2 separate regions of the Mus musculus genome follow, and region 2 is linked to region 1. The links are chromatin contacts, called in public promoter capture Hi-C maps. All regions are on one chromosome and are shown on one strand. Each heading gives the region's core, a stretch centred on a gene start, on an enhancer-like site or on the middle of the called end of the contact. The rest is flanking DNA. Distances are from core to core; before and after follow the strand shown. Region 1 holds the start of 8430430B14Rik (RIKEN cDNA 8430430B14 gene). Region 2 overlaps Dync2li1 (dynein cytoplasmic 2 light intermediate chain 1).

The links. Promoter capture Hi-C pulls out the DNA fragments that hold promoters and counts their contacts.
Region 2: a contact with region 1 is called in a promoter capture Hi-C map of liver, with 2.9 times the contacts expected there. The contact joins the enhancer-like site here to the promoter of 8430430B14Rik in region 1. A contact is called at or near these places in 5 of 39 promoter capture datasets (the C10 cell line, liver, neutrophils and 1 more) and 1 of 9 other capture datasets (adipose tissue).

The regions. Positions count from the first base shown.
Region 1 is chr17:83,993,986-84,001,622 of GRCm38.p6, forward strand. It overlaps 8430430B14Rik (RIKEN cDNA 8430430B14 gene), which reads left to right and starts at 4,567. Exons shown (of 2, transcript NR_130994.1): 1 at 4,567-4,720.
Region 2 is chr17:84,633,163-84,640,799 of GRCm38.p6, forward strand. It overlaps Dync2li1 (dynein cytoplasmic 2 light intermediate chain 1), which reads left to right. Exons shown (of 13, transcript NM_172256.2): 4 at 357-426; 5 at 3,070-3,158. Among named protein-coding and RNA genes, the nearest start is that of Dync2li1, 11 kb to the left of the region's middle. Within about 2 kb of position 5,014, at least 11 of the 459 cell types and tissues checked have an H3K27ac peak or open chromatin away from gene starts, as enhancers often do.

The sequences.
Region 1 (7,637 bases), core at 3,317-5,816:
TTAAAGGATGTGAGAATAATACAAGGAAATGAAGACACTGCTATTCCATCTTTACACTGTAGAGGGTGTTTTTCTAGCCATGGTAGTCGTCTACTCAGCTATGAGGTGCTTGGCTATAGGTATCTCCAGGTGTGTGTCTTGAGGAAGCTCTACTTAAAGGTATAGCTCCCTCCTCTATACCTTAGTCCCAAGGCCAAGGAGAGACAGGCTCCAAAATGAATCTTAAAGGCAGATCCTGGAGGGGGTCTCCCTGGATGATACTGAGAAATCACAGACAGACAGGTGTGCTCCACAGTGGCCCAAAGTCGCACTTCAGATGAGGGGTATGGGACCTCCAGAGGTCTTCATAGCATCTTGTCACTGGATCGTCTTAGGCAACCATTTCTTGTGTGCTCTCATGTACATGGGATGTCATTTATAAATGACAAGATGTCCCTTCCTGTTCCCAAGGTTCCTTGTTCAGCCTTCCAGGGGAGACTTACTGCAGTGGAAGGCTGGTATCAAAGCCCAGTTCTCATCTAGAAGGGGGAAACAGGATGTGATGTCAGAGGGCCCAAGGAAGAGAGATTGTGAGACTTCAAAGTCAGTTCCATCCCTCACTGCGGAAGGAGAATGGTGGGAAATTCTCAGTTGGGCTTGTGGGTAAATAGGCAGAGCTGGACTCTCAGGGAGTAGCCATGAGGTGTCTTGGCTGAATCAACCCAGCAGAGCGGTGGCTAAAGGCCATGCAGGGGATTGTCAATCAGGGATGGCAGACATCAGGGTCTAGGAAGGGGATTCACAGAGGAGCACCTGACCTGGAGTAGTGGGAGCATGAGTCTGGGTTCTCAGGGGTTGGTGGGGAATCTGTACCCTGGCCACATACAGAGACCACCAACATCAGCATCACCTCTCCCATCCATCAAAGTAGCCCCAGGAACCAAGATGGAGCATCTCTGTCTCATGGCATGGTGTGGAAAAACAGAGACAATCCCATGGTCACCGTGAGCTCCTCTTTCCGTCTCCTTGAGGTTTATAAATGTCTTCAATGGTACAGTCTCTAGGCTATGCGTGGGGGGGGGGGTGAGAAAATTCTGGGAAAGTCACATTTTACTCTAAGGACACCGAGTTCAATATGTAAACATGGGACTCTCTAGTGGGCTAGTTAAAGATCTCTCTTTCCTTTAATGCATTCATTCATTCATTCATTCATTCATTCATACCTATGAACAGCAGGTATGATTTCATCAGACCAGGATGAACTTAGTAATGCTGGAGAGAGCTCACTCAATAGTGTTTGCTGTCCTAGCGTGGGGAACTGAGTGCCATCCCCAGAACATACAAACAAAAGCCAGGTATGGCAGCACACATTTGGAACCCCAGTGCTGAGGAGGTGTCCCACCTTAATGAGTGGGTTTGAAGCCAAATGAGAAACTGTCTCAAAAAACAGGGTGAAGAGCAATTGAGTAAAAAAGTTGAAGTTGCTACCATACATGTACACACATATATATGCACATATATATCCTAATAATAATAATAATAAACAATAACATTTAAATTTTTTATTATTTAAATGCATTTCATACATCAAACATATTAATAATATTGAGTATTTTAATAATCAAATAATATATAAAAATTTGTTCAACTTTTATATTCATATCCTTTCATACTCTAAAAATATCATTAATGAATATTTAATACTAAATGGATAAACAATAACTTTTTTTTTTTTTTTTTTTTTTTGGTTTTCCGAGACAGGGTTTCTCTGTGTAGCTCTGGCTGTCCTGGAACTCACTCTGTAGACCAGACTGGCCTCGAACTCAGAAATCTACCTGCCTCTGCCTCCCAAGTGCTGGGATTAAAGGCGTGCGCCACCACTGCCCAGTAAACAATAACTTTTAAAGATGAGAATAATATAAAAAATAGAGACACTAGTTTTTCATATCTGCATTGTGGAGTGTGATCTCTCTCTCTCTCTCTCTCTCTCTCTCTCTCGATTTACTTATTTATTTTATCTATGAATAGACTGTAGCTGTCTTCAGACACACCAGAAGAGGGCATCAGATCTCATTACAGATGGTTGTGAGCCACCATGTAGTTGCTGGGACTTGAAGGTGAAAGAGCAGCCAGTGCTCTTAACCACTGAGCCACCTCACCAGCCCATGGAGTGTGATTTTCAACCCTGCCACCCACATGCCTGTGTAAGTTCCTCTGGTGGCTTAGCACTTTTGACTCGAGACATCAAGCCTTTCTTTAAGACTCGTTGTGAATTCGTGGCTAGGCGCTTACTGCAGTAAAAGCATCTAACTCTACAATGGTTACCTAGTGTGGCAGAATGAACTGGCCTACAACTGCAGCTGCAAGTAAGGTATTCACTCAGACTCCTGGTAGTTGAGGAATTTGGAAACAGCTTTGCCTAGCGACTCTGCTTATGGTCTCCTTAGGCTGTAATAAAGATGTTGGGAGGGACTGTGGGTATCTGAGGCTGATTCCAAGGGACACCTGAATGAGGCCTCTAGCCATCAGCAGAAGACCTCTCTGTGGGGCTTCTTAAGTGTGTGGTACTGTGGATAGCTTCCCTCTTAGTAAGTCAATGTGAAATGACTTATTCACACTGGGGGCGGGGATGTTGGTGGGAGATCTTCCATGCCTACCCACAGAAGCCACGCTTTCCATGTTTCCCTTGCTCTCAGAAAGGTCATGGTGTTACAGGTCATGAGATAGCCTCTGATGAGACCAGAAAAGGCTTGAGGTCCAAACGTCGTAATAGGAGCTTTCTGAGGGTGGCCAGTTGCACAGCCAGACAGCAGCCAGGTGGAACAACCTGGGTCCCCTGACCAATCCTGAGCCGAGCTCCCTGTTGCAAAAGGAGACCTGTCCACTTATAAGATGAGGAACTCTTGGTGGCTGTCCGAGAGATGGGGCTAGCTCCTGGACACAGGGAGAAAGACGTATAGTCAGGGAAGATCATTCTGAGCTTGGGGTTCCGCTAGGGGCTCCTAGAATGGTGCCCACGTAGGTCTCCTAAGGATCTCTAGGCAATCGGGGTGGGAGATAGCACTCAGAGAAGGAGCGAGAGCATGGGCCAGGCCTGAGCAGCTGCTCTTCTGTTTGATCAGAACACTACATTTTTGGGTTCTCACCTTTGGCTATGGATTTACTCATGTGCTCATTTGTTCACTCCTGCCCAATTCTTAGGCTGTAGATATGGAGGCTGACTCTTTTCAGGAAGCTCCATTTAATGCGGGAAGCTCCCAGTACGGCAATCTACGAAGCCTAAGGGGGGGGGGGGGTGGCAATCCATGCATATGGGAGCTAACCCCACTGGAGAGTGTGGAGTAAGCCCCACCAAGTAGAGTTCCACACCATGAAAGAGTGTTGCAAATGAAGTTGGACAGGTCAGAAGAGATGTGTGAGCCAGGCAAGGGGCGTTAGAAATCAGTAAGGTCGCGCAGGAATTTAGTGAGGCATGAAGGAATCAGTCTTGTGAGATAGTAGGGTATCAGGGAAGGTGGTCCTGGAGGGGAACCTGGGTCCCCAGCTATTGCCTAGAGCAGAAACATGCCAAGAGGCCTTTAGGAGGAGGCACAAAGGTGTCAGCCCAACTCCTCAGCGGAAGATGTAGCGGAGCCCACCCTGCCCATCTCAGAGCGGCCCGGCTCCAGCGGCAGGCTGAGCCCTGCTTGCTTCTGGGAAAGAATTCTGGCCCTGAAGCCCCCGTCCCAATATTAGCTCTTACAAGAAGCCTTGAAGGAGGTTGAGGACACTGGGCTGTGGACACTGGAGGTCCAGTTGAAGACAAGAGACTCCCTTAGGGTGGCCGGAATGAGTGGAGCCGTAGAAGGCAAAGAGGAGGGAGGCGCCTCATGGTTTGCAGTTAAGCCTGCTGAGAGTCTTCTAGGCTCAGTCCATGCACTACAGTCCCAAACTGAGCATCTGTTCCCTGAGGAGCCTCCACGCCAAGTTCTCCAGTCCAATCTGCAAGGGGCACATTAGCCTCCCCAACAGCAGGTGGCGCCCTCCTGTTGAGATTAGATTTAGGAGCTGAGTTTTCTGCCCAGAAAACCTGTTGGGCAAGGGAGAGAGGAGCTGGCCTCCGGGGAGCTGGCCCCTGGGCGCTCACCTTATCCACCCACTGTAGCCCACTTACTAGTCTCGCCCTCGCTCTCCCTGCCTTTCACTTGGGTCTCGGTGCCCTTGTTCTTCATCGCTAAGGTCCTCAGGGCAAGTCTGGACTTAATGAACTTCACAAGCTAAGGCAACTCCAGGACCAGGATAGTGGGGGATGCAGTTGGCAGTGGAATGCCCCCACGGGGTCTTCTGAGCTCCCCTCACCTCCCAATGGCATTCCCCCTCAGGCCCTCAGAAGGTACTCCTTATGCCTAGCTGGGGTGTTTGCCTACGGCGAGGTGGCTCTGTCAATGAAGGACATCATAGACACCAGCATCTCTGTGCAGGGTGAACTGTGCCCACTGGTATGCCCATTGTCTCCTAATCTCCAGTCTTTAGTCCTAGAGGAAAAGCGAGGGGTGTGGAGGAGTCCCACGGGCCCCTCCAGCTCTCCTGGCACTCTGTTCACTCCCTACTTGTTCTGTCCTTGGAACTGAAGTCCCCCGACTTGCCAGGCAGAGCTGGCCTAGGCCATGCACCTGTGGTGCGCTGAAGGCTGGGCAGCAAGACATGGAAGCAGAGGGTGCCCAGTGCAGGAAGACCCTGGAAAGAGATGAGCACCATTAAGGTAAGATGTAGCAGACGGGACCCAGGCAGGAGGAGACCAGGATGACAAGGTAGGAAACTGACAGAGGTTCCTGAAGGAGGAAGAAGAGGAGGAAGGGAGGGAGGAAGAATTTTTAAGAACATTTCGAGGTGAGGCGGAAAACATAGAAGTTTGTGGGGCTAAGTGGTGGTGGGGCAGCCAGGGGGATTCTATGGCCCAGCACAAAGAAGACAACCGGTTTTGTAAGGAAGGGAGGAAGTGTTGGAACGTTAGAAGGGAGTGGCCGAGAGCTGTTATTGGAGGCAGGCACCTGTCTCTCCTCAACCCTGTGACAGACAGGTACGGAAACACCCTGAGCACCGCAGACCCTCATGCTACCAGCCTCACCCCGTGCAGCTCATAAAAGTGAAGCCGGAGCTCAAGAGCTTAACCCATCTCCCACCCACGTTCCCCCACCTCCAGAGCACCCTCCACCCTGGCGAGATAGCAGCCACCCACCCCACCTCTCTGCTGGAGTTGACAGGGTAATCAGTAACTGTTCACCAAGATGGTGTCTCAGCCAGACAGGGGGGCCTTTGTCTGATCCCAGCCCTGCTGGGAGCCCTCGCCTGGTCCTGAGTTTGCTCAGTATTAATCATTGACCAGCACCCAGGGTTACAGCCCCTCTGGAAGCTCTCAGGACTGGGGCCTTGGGTGTCCCACAGCTTCAGGCAAGGCGAGGCTGGAGTAGGGAAGGGACAAAGAGAAGGAGAGGGGAGGGCGCAGGCCCTGGGTGGGGCTCAAGGATATTCTACTACTACCTGTGCTTGCCCAGCCCGGCTTTCAGGAGAGGTCCCTTTCAGAAGGGACTGAAAATTCCCCCACTGGGCGCCTCGTCCTCTGGAGGAGTCAAAGAGGCAAATGCAATGTATGGATGAATGTTGCCCTCGAGGTGATGTGGAGCTCTCTGGAGACCCACATAGGTGTAGACCCCTCCTCTCGCCCCTAATGGAGACCAAGGAGTTAACTCACTATGTGCCAGAGGGACGAGGATGATGGTGAAGCTTGGCCAGGAGCAAGGAGGAAGGCATAAAGAGATACACATACCAAGAGCAGAGGTAGAGAGGGACACCTTCTATAGGAGCACACACTCCTGAACATGATCTCCGTTGACTAGCCTAATAGCTTATGCGCTAGGGGGCTGTTCTACGCCACGTTCACAAATTAGAAAAAGGAGACACAAGTCCATCACTTGTCCAGATCCCAGAGTTAGGAAAGATAGCAGTGACAGACTGTGTCCAGACCTAGGACCTTGGGCTGTGGTCAGATTAGAGGGACCCCCATACAGAAAGAGAGGGACCTTAAATACCTTCCAGGAGCAGAGAAGAGTTGAGCCCCTGGTGTAGGGATTGCCTTTGAAGGGGAGCAGGCAGGGATCGGGCTTCTTCAGGTATTGGAGACCTGGTTTAGATATTCCCCACAGAGAAGGAAGTCAGGTGAGCCGGCCCCTCAGCACCACAGAGGGGAAGCCCCACCAGCCCCCATATCCCCTTTGGCCTTACCCTGAGAAGTCAATATTGATGTTTTATGACCCAGGATAAGCACATGTTCTCTTCCCCCATGAAGGGTTATCTGGTTTGAAGGGTTAATGAGTGATCGCTCTGCTGGGGAGGGGAGGGGAGTGAGAAGAAAGCAGCTATTCAGCCTGAGGTCTGCGACTCAGCTTCCCCCAGCCCAGTGGGTCAGACCTGTTCTTTCTGCAGGGTGGAGGCCGGACCTTTGGGAATCTGAGGCTGAGTCCACGGGGTGTGTCTGGAGGACTGGTGCGTAGGATGTACCCAAGGAAGGTGTCCCCAGAACAAAGATTGCCCAGGGAAGGGGCTGGCAAGGCAGGTGTGTTTGGCATGTGGCTGCCATGGAGGGGGGGGGGGCATAGGAGAAACAAAAGTCAAAGTACAGAAGATTCATAGATGACTCCAGATGATGTGGGACCCTCTGGAGAGTCAGGGTATCAGAACTCAATATATGAGCCTATCCCACCTGTTACCCAGTATAGTTTTGGATAGGTGGCTTAATATCCCTAGGAACCAGGTGCCTTATCTTCCAGGTTGGTTCCAGAGACGAGATAAAATAGTATACTTAAATCAGGGAGAAAGCATAAAATAAATCTTTTTAAAAGAGAGGTAGAGATGTCTACAGGGAGGCTCAGTGGTTAAGAGTGTTGGCTGCTCTTCCAGAGGACCCGAGTTCAGTTCCCAGCACCCACATCAGAGGCTGCACAAACCACCTGTACCTCCAGCTCAGGGTATGTGACACCCCATCCTGACCTCCTCAGGCACCTGCACTCACATGTGCATACCCACGCTCAGGTGCACACCCATACACATAATTAAAATTATAGAGGGGGTTATAAAGTGACTTATTTAAAATGAACAGTTCTGTTGCCCAGGAAAACTCAGAAAGGGACCATTAGGGTTTGGCAAACCAAGGATTGAGGCCCCTGTCTACAGATGAGTTAGGATAAGACAATAAAAGCTCGTCTGTAAGGCACCTTCTAAGGACGTGATCTGTGACCTTGAACTTGACCTTCCATTCCTGCTGTCAGATTGCCATCCCCCAGGCCTGAACCTGATTCACCAACTGCTGGATGAGAGCCTTGCTGGTCTGGAACACTGAGGAGGACAGAGCAGGAACCTGTCGTCAGCTTAGAGAGGGGAGAAAGGAACAGGGCTGAGGGGAGGGCAGCGTGTTGGTCACTGGAGAAGCAGAGGCCTGAGAGAGGCACCCTAAGCCAGGAGAAGCACAGTGCCTAGGAGCAGCTGGGCAAAAGCAATTGCAGCCAACCCTGACTACTTGAGATCAGTCCCTGGGACCAACCTGGTCAAAGAGAAAAAGCAACTCTAGACCTCGACAACTCCCTGTGCTCTGACCTCGACAAATAAGCACACAATGTCTTCTT
Region 2 (7,637 bases), core at 3,764-6,263, 640 kb after region 1:
GCTCAGACATTGAGGCTGATCCAACGAGTCAGTATTCCCCACATGGCATGGGATCAGAGAGCTGGGGACAGAGCATGGCCCTTGGCGCTGCCCGCTCGCTGTGTCTCCGCTGGCCCCGCAAAGCAGCCATCCATTTGGGCATCGGGCATCGTTGTTCACTCCCGCCTCTGCCACTACAGCCCCCAGGACAGTGTTTGAGGGGCTTGTTTGTGTCTTGTGGAATAACATTATTATAGCTTTACCTCGGTGCTAGTATTCATTATTAATATAAAATATTCGATATTATTCACAAAGTGTTTAAGAGGAGGTGAGAATGACCCACCATCATGCTAATAGCGTCTGCCTTTATCGTGCAGGGATGAGTCAGCAAAGCCGACCTTAGCGTTGGAGTACACGTACGGAAGGAAGACCAAGGGGCACAACACGGTGAGTCCGTCCTGAAGTCCTGTCCCAGGCCTCAGGTGGGAGGCCATGGTGCTGAGATGGCTTACGTTATCTGCAAACAGGAAGCCCACCAGTGGTGCCTGGCACAGATGTGGGTTTTAACCTCACGTGCAGCTCAGCTGGCAGGAAGTCCGTGTAATCTGAGAGAACATTTCAGCTTTCTCTTTTGTACCTTAAAATGTTGAAAAGATTTATTTACAATGTCCGTACAGTTCTTTGGCCGACTTCTGCCCCTCTGATAGTGAGTTCCTTGTTTCGTGTGTGGTGTTTTCACTTTGGGGCTTGGGGTTTTGTCTCTTTTTCCACTCTGTATCTCAGACGGGCCTGAAACTCATTATGTAGCCCAGATGGCCCCAAGTTTGCAACTCTCCTGCCTCAGCTTCTGAGTATCAATAAGTTATAGACAGACATGTGACGGCAGGCCCAGCATGAAGTGAGATTTCTTTGGAGCTTGATGGTCTAGGGTTCTTTGATCACCTACAATATAGATGGCACTTTTTCTCTTTTTCAAATAAAAATAACTGCCTCCGTTCTCATAATTTACGAATTATCTCTAGACTTGCTATACGCACACTGTATGTGGAGCATACTTCCCCTTCTCCAAGCCTCCCAGAGCCTCCCCCCCCTCCACTCCCCCCCCTCCACTCCCCCAGCTTCAGATTCTTTCTCTCTCAAAAGTGGGGGGAGCTGAAGCAAACAAAAGAAAGACAAGAAGACAAACCCCACCAACAAAAGCCACACAGAAAAGCCTGGAATCACTGTATTTGTCCACTCTGCTCCTGGGCGTGAGGCCTGCCTGGAGCGTGCCTGCCTGACCTAGAGTAGAGTCACATGTGGTGTGGGGACAGAAATTCCTAGGGGACCATTTCTCAAACATAGGTGTGGGAAGAACAGGCCAGAGAAGGTCCTACTACTCCATACAAAAGCACATTTGTAGAGAATGATCTAGTTCCAATGTTCTCCCACTAGAGAGTGTCTTAAAGAACTGTTTGGTAGGACACACCCATGATCCCAGCACTCAGGAGGTGGAAGCAGGTGGATCTTTGTGAGTTCAAAGTCGGGCTAGTCCATGTAGTAAGCTCCAGTCCAGTCAGGACTGTGTAGTGAGCCCTTGTCTCATAAAATAAGAAAGGAAGGAAGGAAGGAAGGAAGGAAGGAAGGAAGGAAGGAAGGAAGGAAGGAGAGAAAAGAAAAAGAAAAAGAAAGAAAAAAGAAAAAGAAAGAGGGGAAGAGGGAGGGAGGGAGGGAGGGAGGGAGGGAGGAAGGAAGGAAGGAAGGAAGGAAGAAAGAAAGAAAGAAAGAAAGAAAGAAAGAAAGAAAGAAAGAAAGAGAAAAGAAAGAGTTATACGACACATAAATGTACAAGAATCGAAAGTGCCTGCTATTGGTTTCCAGATCTACCTACAAAAGTGGGTTATTAAAACTGGGAAATTAGAAGAAAAGGACACACTGAGATGCAGGAGGAGCATCTCATTTTGTGGTTCACATAGTTTATGATGTGAGCTATCCTTTTTATGGGAAACTTGAAACCGCTCTCACAATCTTGACTTCTGAGAAGGGCAGTAAAGCCTTCCTTTGTCACATTGTGAAGCAAAGGAGATTTTCCAGTGAAAACTGATTGATTCCACAAACATTAGTGATTGAGTATCAACAACAGTAAAATGGTTTTAGAGATTATGAGAATTTGTCCCGAGGAAAGGAAAATAGCATATATTCGTCTAAAATGAGCTTAACTACTATCCACCATCCTCGTTCATGGCAGCAGGCACATGAAATCCCAGGTGACGACTGCCTGTCACCTGTTTTTCCTCTAAACTTTGGACTGTAACACGGGGACTTTCTAAATCTCTTCTCAGAGCCTCACATCTTTGTCAGGTTAAATATTTTATTATGAGTTCTAGATGTAACACACAACAGCTCCTTGTACAGCACAAAAGTGCTTGCTCTTCAGAGCATTTGCTGACAATGGGGAGACGCCCCAGTGGGCAGTCCTGAGGGGTGGTCCTGGATCACACAGGTTCAAACTGCATGGCTACTTAGCCTTGTCAATCCTCTCTTAGCTGAAGAGTCTTCCAAACTGAAAAGCACACTAGCCTTACCCCACACACACCCTCCACAACTGTCATCACCAATGGTAGCCTCTTGGGTTCCTCAGGGAACAGTCTTGCCTGGGCCTAGGTTTTGCTCAGGTCTTACCTGTGCAGCCCACTCATTTGTGAGCACCTGTACTTTACATCAGAATGCTCTCATTCACTGTCATGTGTCCATCGAGAACCCCGAGCGTGCACAACTGAATTATAACTAAATTTTATTTCAGTGTATATTTCATATGCTATTGTTATTTATGAAGGGGAGCACTGTGAGTATCTTCTACTAGGTATAAACAGAGTTGGTGTTTATTTTCACAGGAAAGCGTTTATCTCTGACAGCTCCTTTGTTCTGTAGAATGCATTTGATGTATTTCAAGGTGTGAAGAGAGGAAGGAAAAAGTTTCAAGAAAAAAGAAAGGGTTCATGAGGGCTGAATATTTTGTACCTATAATTATTACTGCTAGGTGCTAGTAAAGTATAGCAAAACACTTAAAGCTTAAAATTGAATATTTTTAAACCCTCTGCTTTCTTTCAGCCAAAAGACATTGCTCACTTTTGGGAACTGGGTGGAGGAACCTCCTTGCTGGACTTAATCAGCATACCAATCACAGTCGACACCTTAAGGTGAGCGAGAGTCACGGGTTTCCAGGGGCCAGGTTTATAGTGTCTGGGGTGACCACAGCCCCTTTCTTCCCATGAGCTGGGACTATAGTGCTTCCAGAGAAGTCTTGAAAGAGCCGAGGCTCCTGCCAGGGCTGAGTGAGGCGCTCGCTGCCAGCAATGTGCTTTACAAGCCTGCTAGCGGGAAAAGTGTCCAGTAGGATTTGGGTGATGAATTCATTTTCAGAAGTATGAAAAGCTTGATTCTTTCCACTCGATCTTAGTGTGAGTTAACTCAGCCATGGGATTTGTCTCAGCTGGCTGGTGTCAGTCTCCCGTGGAGTTTAACGCACTAATGTCACTGGCCTCCATCCAAAGGATGCTTGTGTTGAAGAGAGGTCTCTCTACTGAATCAGAACCCAGGGGTAAACCCCAAACCCACAGATGCTCCCACGCATTGGCCATATCAGATGTGGAAACTTGTGACATTTCTGTGCTGCTGGGACCTGATCTTAGCCAAGAAAAAAATACGTTAAATCTGGAATACTTCTTACTAGAGACTGGCACAAACCATTGCTGTTGCCTAAACCTTTACAGAGGACCTCGCAAGTATTTGTCACACTTCAGGCGTGAAGAGCCCTAGGGACAAAATCATGTCTTCTTTGCAAGACAGTTGCTTTTCTCATTCATAGAACTTTATTCTCATTTGTTTTGAGACAGGGTCTGGCAATATTGCCCCAGGTAGCTTCGAACTCACAGAGATCCACCTGACTGTCTTCTGAGTACAAGGATTAAAAGCATGCAGTATCATGCATGCGTGTGTGTGTGTGTGTGTGTGTGTGTGCGTGTGTGTGTGCGCGTGCGCGCGCGCGCTTAGCTGTGCATGTATGTCTGTGTGGGTGAGTGTGTGTGTGTGTATGTGTACTTGTGTGTACATACATACATGTGCATGTGTGCATGCACACGTGTGGGGTATGAGTGCCCATGGTTGTGGAGCTCAGAAGAGAGCACCGGCTCTCCCAGAGCTGGAGTTACAGTAAGGCGTCCAGTATGGCCTGGGGCCCCACAACTGGACTGTTTTCACCAGCAGGCTTCCTCTTGGGCTTTGCAGTGGGGAGCAGGCTGGATGTCTCAGCTGCTGTTCAGTAGGTGCTGGAATCCTGAAGTGGAGTTGCTAGCAAGAGTGAGAGGAAGCAGAGAGCCAGCTTCCTTCTTCATGCCTTAGATAGGCGGCCAGTAGATGATGTGGCCCAGATTAAAGGGAGATCTTCCCACCTCAGAGATTCAGATTTTAAAAAATCTCTCACAAGCATATCCAGCCACTTGGGTTTTAGTTCATTCCAGTTGTGGTCAAGTTGACAACTAAGAAGTCACCACAGACTCCATTGGACAGAACTAAGTTTCCATTTGTAAGGTTTTCATAGCTTCTGGGACCCCATCTGGTGCAGACCCGTGCAGGTCCTGTGCATGCTGCCTCAGTCTCTGAGCTCATGTGTGCACAGGACCTGTTGATTTAGAGGACCTTGTTTCCTAGGTGTCTTCCAGCCCCTCTGGCTCTTACAGTCTTTCTGCCTCCTCTCCAGCAGGGTTCCCTGAGCCCTGAGAGAGGAAGCATTCAATAGAGACAGTGGGGTTAAAGCTGAGTGGTCCCAGGACTCTGGTTCTCAGCATGTGTGGCTGTGGATCTCTGTTCCTGTCTCTGATGTGGCTGAGCACTACTGATCTGTGAGGGCAGCGGAGTGTTCTTAGTAGTCACTAAATTGCTGTATTCTTTTAGTGGAACACAAGTGTTTAGTTTTATCCAAGGTCCCTAAGCTAGCTAGTGTCAGGTTCTTGGTTATGCAAGCATTGTTGGGTGTGGTTCCCTCTTCTGGAGTGGCCCTTAAATGAAGTCAGATCTCGGTTGTTTCCTCTCACAAGCCTTGTGCACCATTTGCACCAGCACATCTTGTAGGCGGGACACTGTTGTACACAGAAGGGTTTGTAGCTGAGTTGGTGTGTACGTTTCTCCTTCAGTAGTGCGCAGAGTACCTTGTTGTTCCAAAGACGCTAGCCCACAGGGGTGAAGGCTCTGTGTAGTCACCAGCTTGATTTCTCTGTGCTCAGTGTGTTGTGTAGATGTTGCCTTTAGCAGTGGGGCCTTGTTGCCAGTTTGTGGAGAGCAGCCTTGACAACAGCCTAGGTTGTTTGGGGATTGGAATGGAGCCCCTTTGGCCAACAATTTAATTAGGTGTAACCTGTTCCCAGTACTGGAAGCTTCATTTGGTGACAAGATGCTCAGTTAGGCTGTGTATATACATGGAGGCCCTTCAGTTAGGCTGTATATATACATGGAGGCCCTTCAGTTAGGCTGTGTATATACATGGAGGCCATTTAGTTAGGCTGCGTATATATATGGAGGCCCTTCAGTTAGGCTGTATATATACATGGAGGCCCTTCAGTTAGGCTGTGTATATACGTGGAGGTCCTTCAGTTAGGCTGCATATATACATGGAGGCCCTTCAGTTAGGCTGTGTATATATATGGAGGCCCTTCAGTTAGGCTGTGTATATACGTGGAGGCCCTTCAGTTAGGCTGTGTATATACACGTGGAGACCCTGCGATTCTGCTTATAAATACCTTTTCCCTGGGACATTAGTTGTTGAGGGGGTGTTGTTTGTTTGGTTTGGTTTGGTTTTCTTTTATTTTGTTTTGGCTGGTTGGTTGGTTTGTTAAGAAAAACTTACAGCTACATAGTTTTACATTTGACGTTGTTGTTGTTGTTGTTGTTATTGTTGTTGTTGTTCCTTACTTTCTTTCTTCCCTTCCGCTGCTTCTTCCTCTTCCTCTTTCTTCTTCCTCTTCCTTTTCCTTCCTCCCACTTTTTTTTCTCAAACAGGATTTCTCTGTTTGAGGTAGTCTTAGCTACCCTGGAACTCTGTAGACCAGACTGGCCTTGAACTCAGAGATTTCCTCTGCCTTCGGAGTGCTGCAATCAAAGGTGTGCACGGCCACTGCCGGGCTCTTGAATGGACTTAAGCAAAGCTTCCTAGGAGGTAGCACTTTGTAGTTGACCATTGAGAAGAGGCAGTAAGAGTGGAGATGGGGAGGGTGGGGAGGAGCTAAGAGCCCGCTGCCACCTTGTGTTGCCAAGAGGCAGGAAGGCTGCAAGCAGAAGCCCACTTCTGCCTGTACTAGGACAGACTTGTATACGACTAGGACAGACTTGTGTACGACTAGGCCAGACAGACTCGTGGAAATTCGGGTTTCTACAGGAGGTGAAAACTTTCCATGTTTCTTTAATACCTCACTGTGTGGGGTCTGACATGTCCTTAGGCTCCAGGACAGCTGGAGCCAGCTTTGGGAGAGAGGAAGGACCCGGTTGTAATGAATTAGGCCCAGGTCTGGGTCCAAAGTTGGGTGCGGTTAGTGAGGATCTTCCTTCCTGTAGTTGAACCACAGAGAGTTTTTAAACTGGAATTAGTTTAACACATAATTTTCTTGTTTAGGGCAAACCCCAGCACATTGAGAAACTGACATATTGTCACATGCAATTAGATATTGTTTACCCTTGACATAATGTTCATAGAGCAGACTTTGGTTTGTAAGGGTCCACAGTTCGCTGAAGAATGGCTCCCCGGACTCAAATCGTATGTAAATGCAACGAGTGTTTTATTCTGCACAAGTCCCACATGCTGGGCTCTCCCATTCATTGCCAAGATAGAAAGACACCCAAGTGAGCTCACAGTCCGATTTAAAGCACATTAGGGAATTCCAGGGTAGGTGACCTCCATGCTAATCTGCTGGGACCATCTCTACAGACATTCCATTACTGGGGTGTGGGGGCTGGAAACTTGCTGGGGAGGTCTGGAAACTGTTACTGAGGAAGTAGCTGAGGAAGTCTGGACACTGCCGCTGACCCATTGTCCTTGCCTCAGGCCAGGTGGCAGGGGCGGCTTCTGAGGCCTGGACTGCATGGACTTGCCCAGTTCTTGGAAACAGAAATTTAGGCCTCGTCTCCGTAACTGCCCACTTGAAGCCTGGCATGGAGTCGGCCTAGCCCTCTCAGATTAACTTGCAAAAGAACATTTCCTGTGGACCAGTCTCACTTTAAGAATTTTTAAGCTGTTTACTTAGCTAACATTTTCCATAAAGAAGGGACAGAGAGACACAGTGCTAGAAACAAAATGTTAGGTAATCTGTCCCTGTCCTGCCTGCTTTCAGGGTTAAAAGTGATTTTTATGTTGTACTATTTGACCATAGTAAAAAGGTTATGACCGTCTTATAAAACAGAACCAAACTATGATACGCTAAAGCTCTAAGAGTAAAATTAGTTTCTTTACTAGTACATATTTAGTATATGAGTCTTTAGAGAAGCAGACTGTTTATAAACTTAATTAGGTGACATAGAAAGACAGTAATTTTACAGATATGTTTGCTATTAGTATCTAAAGTATCCTTACTAAATTGAGACCATGGGCACAGAATTTAGATATTGTTTTGTATGCATTACCCAAAATAGCT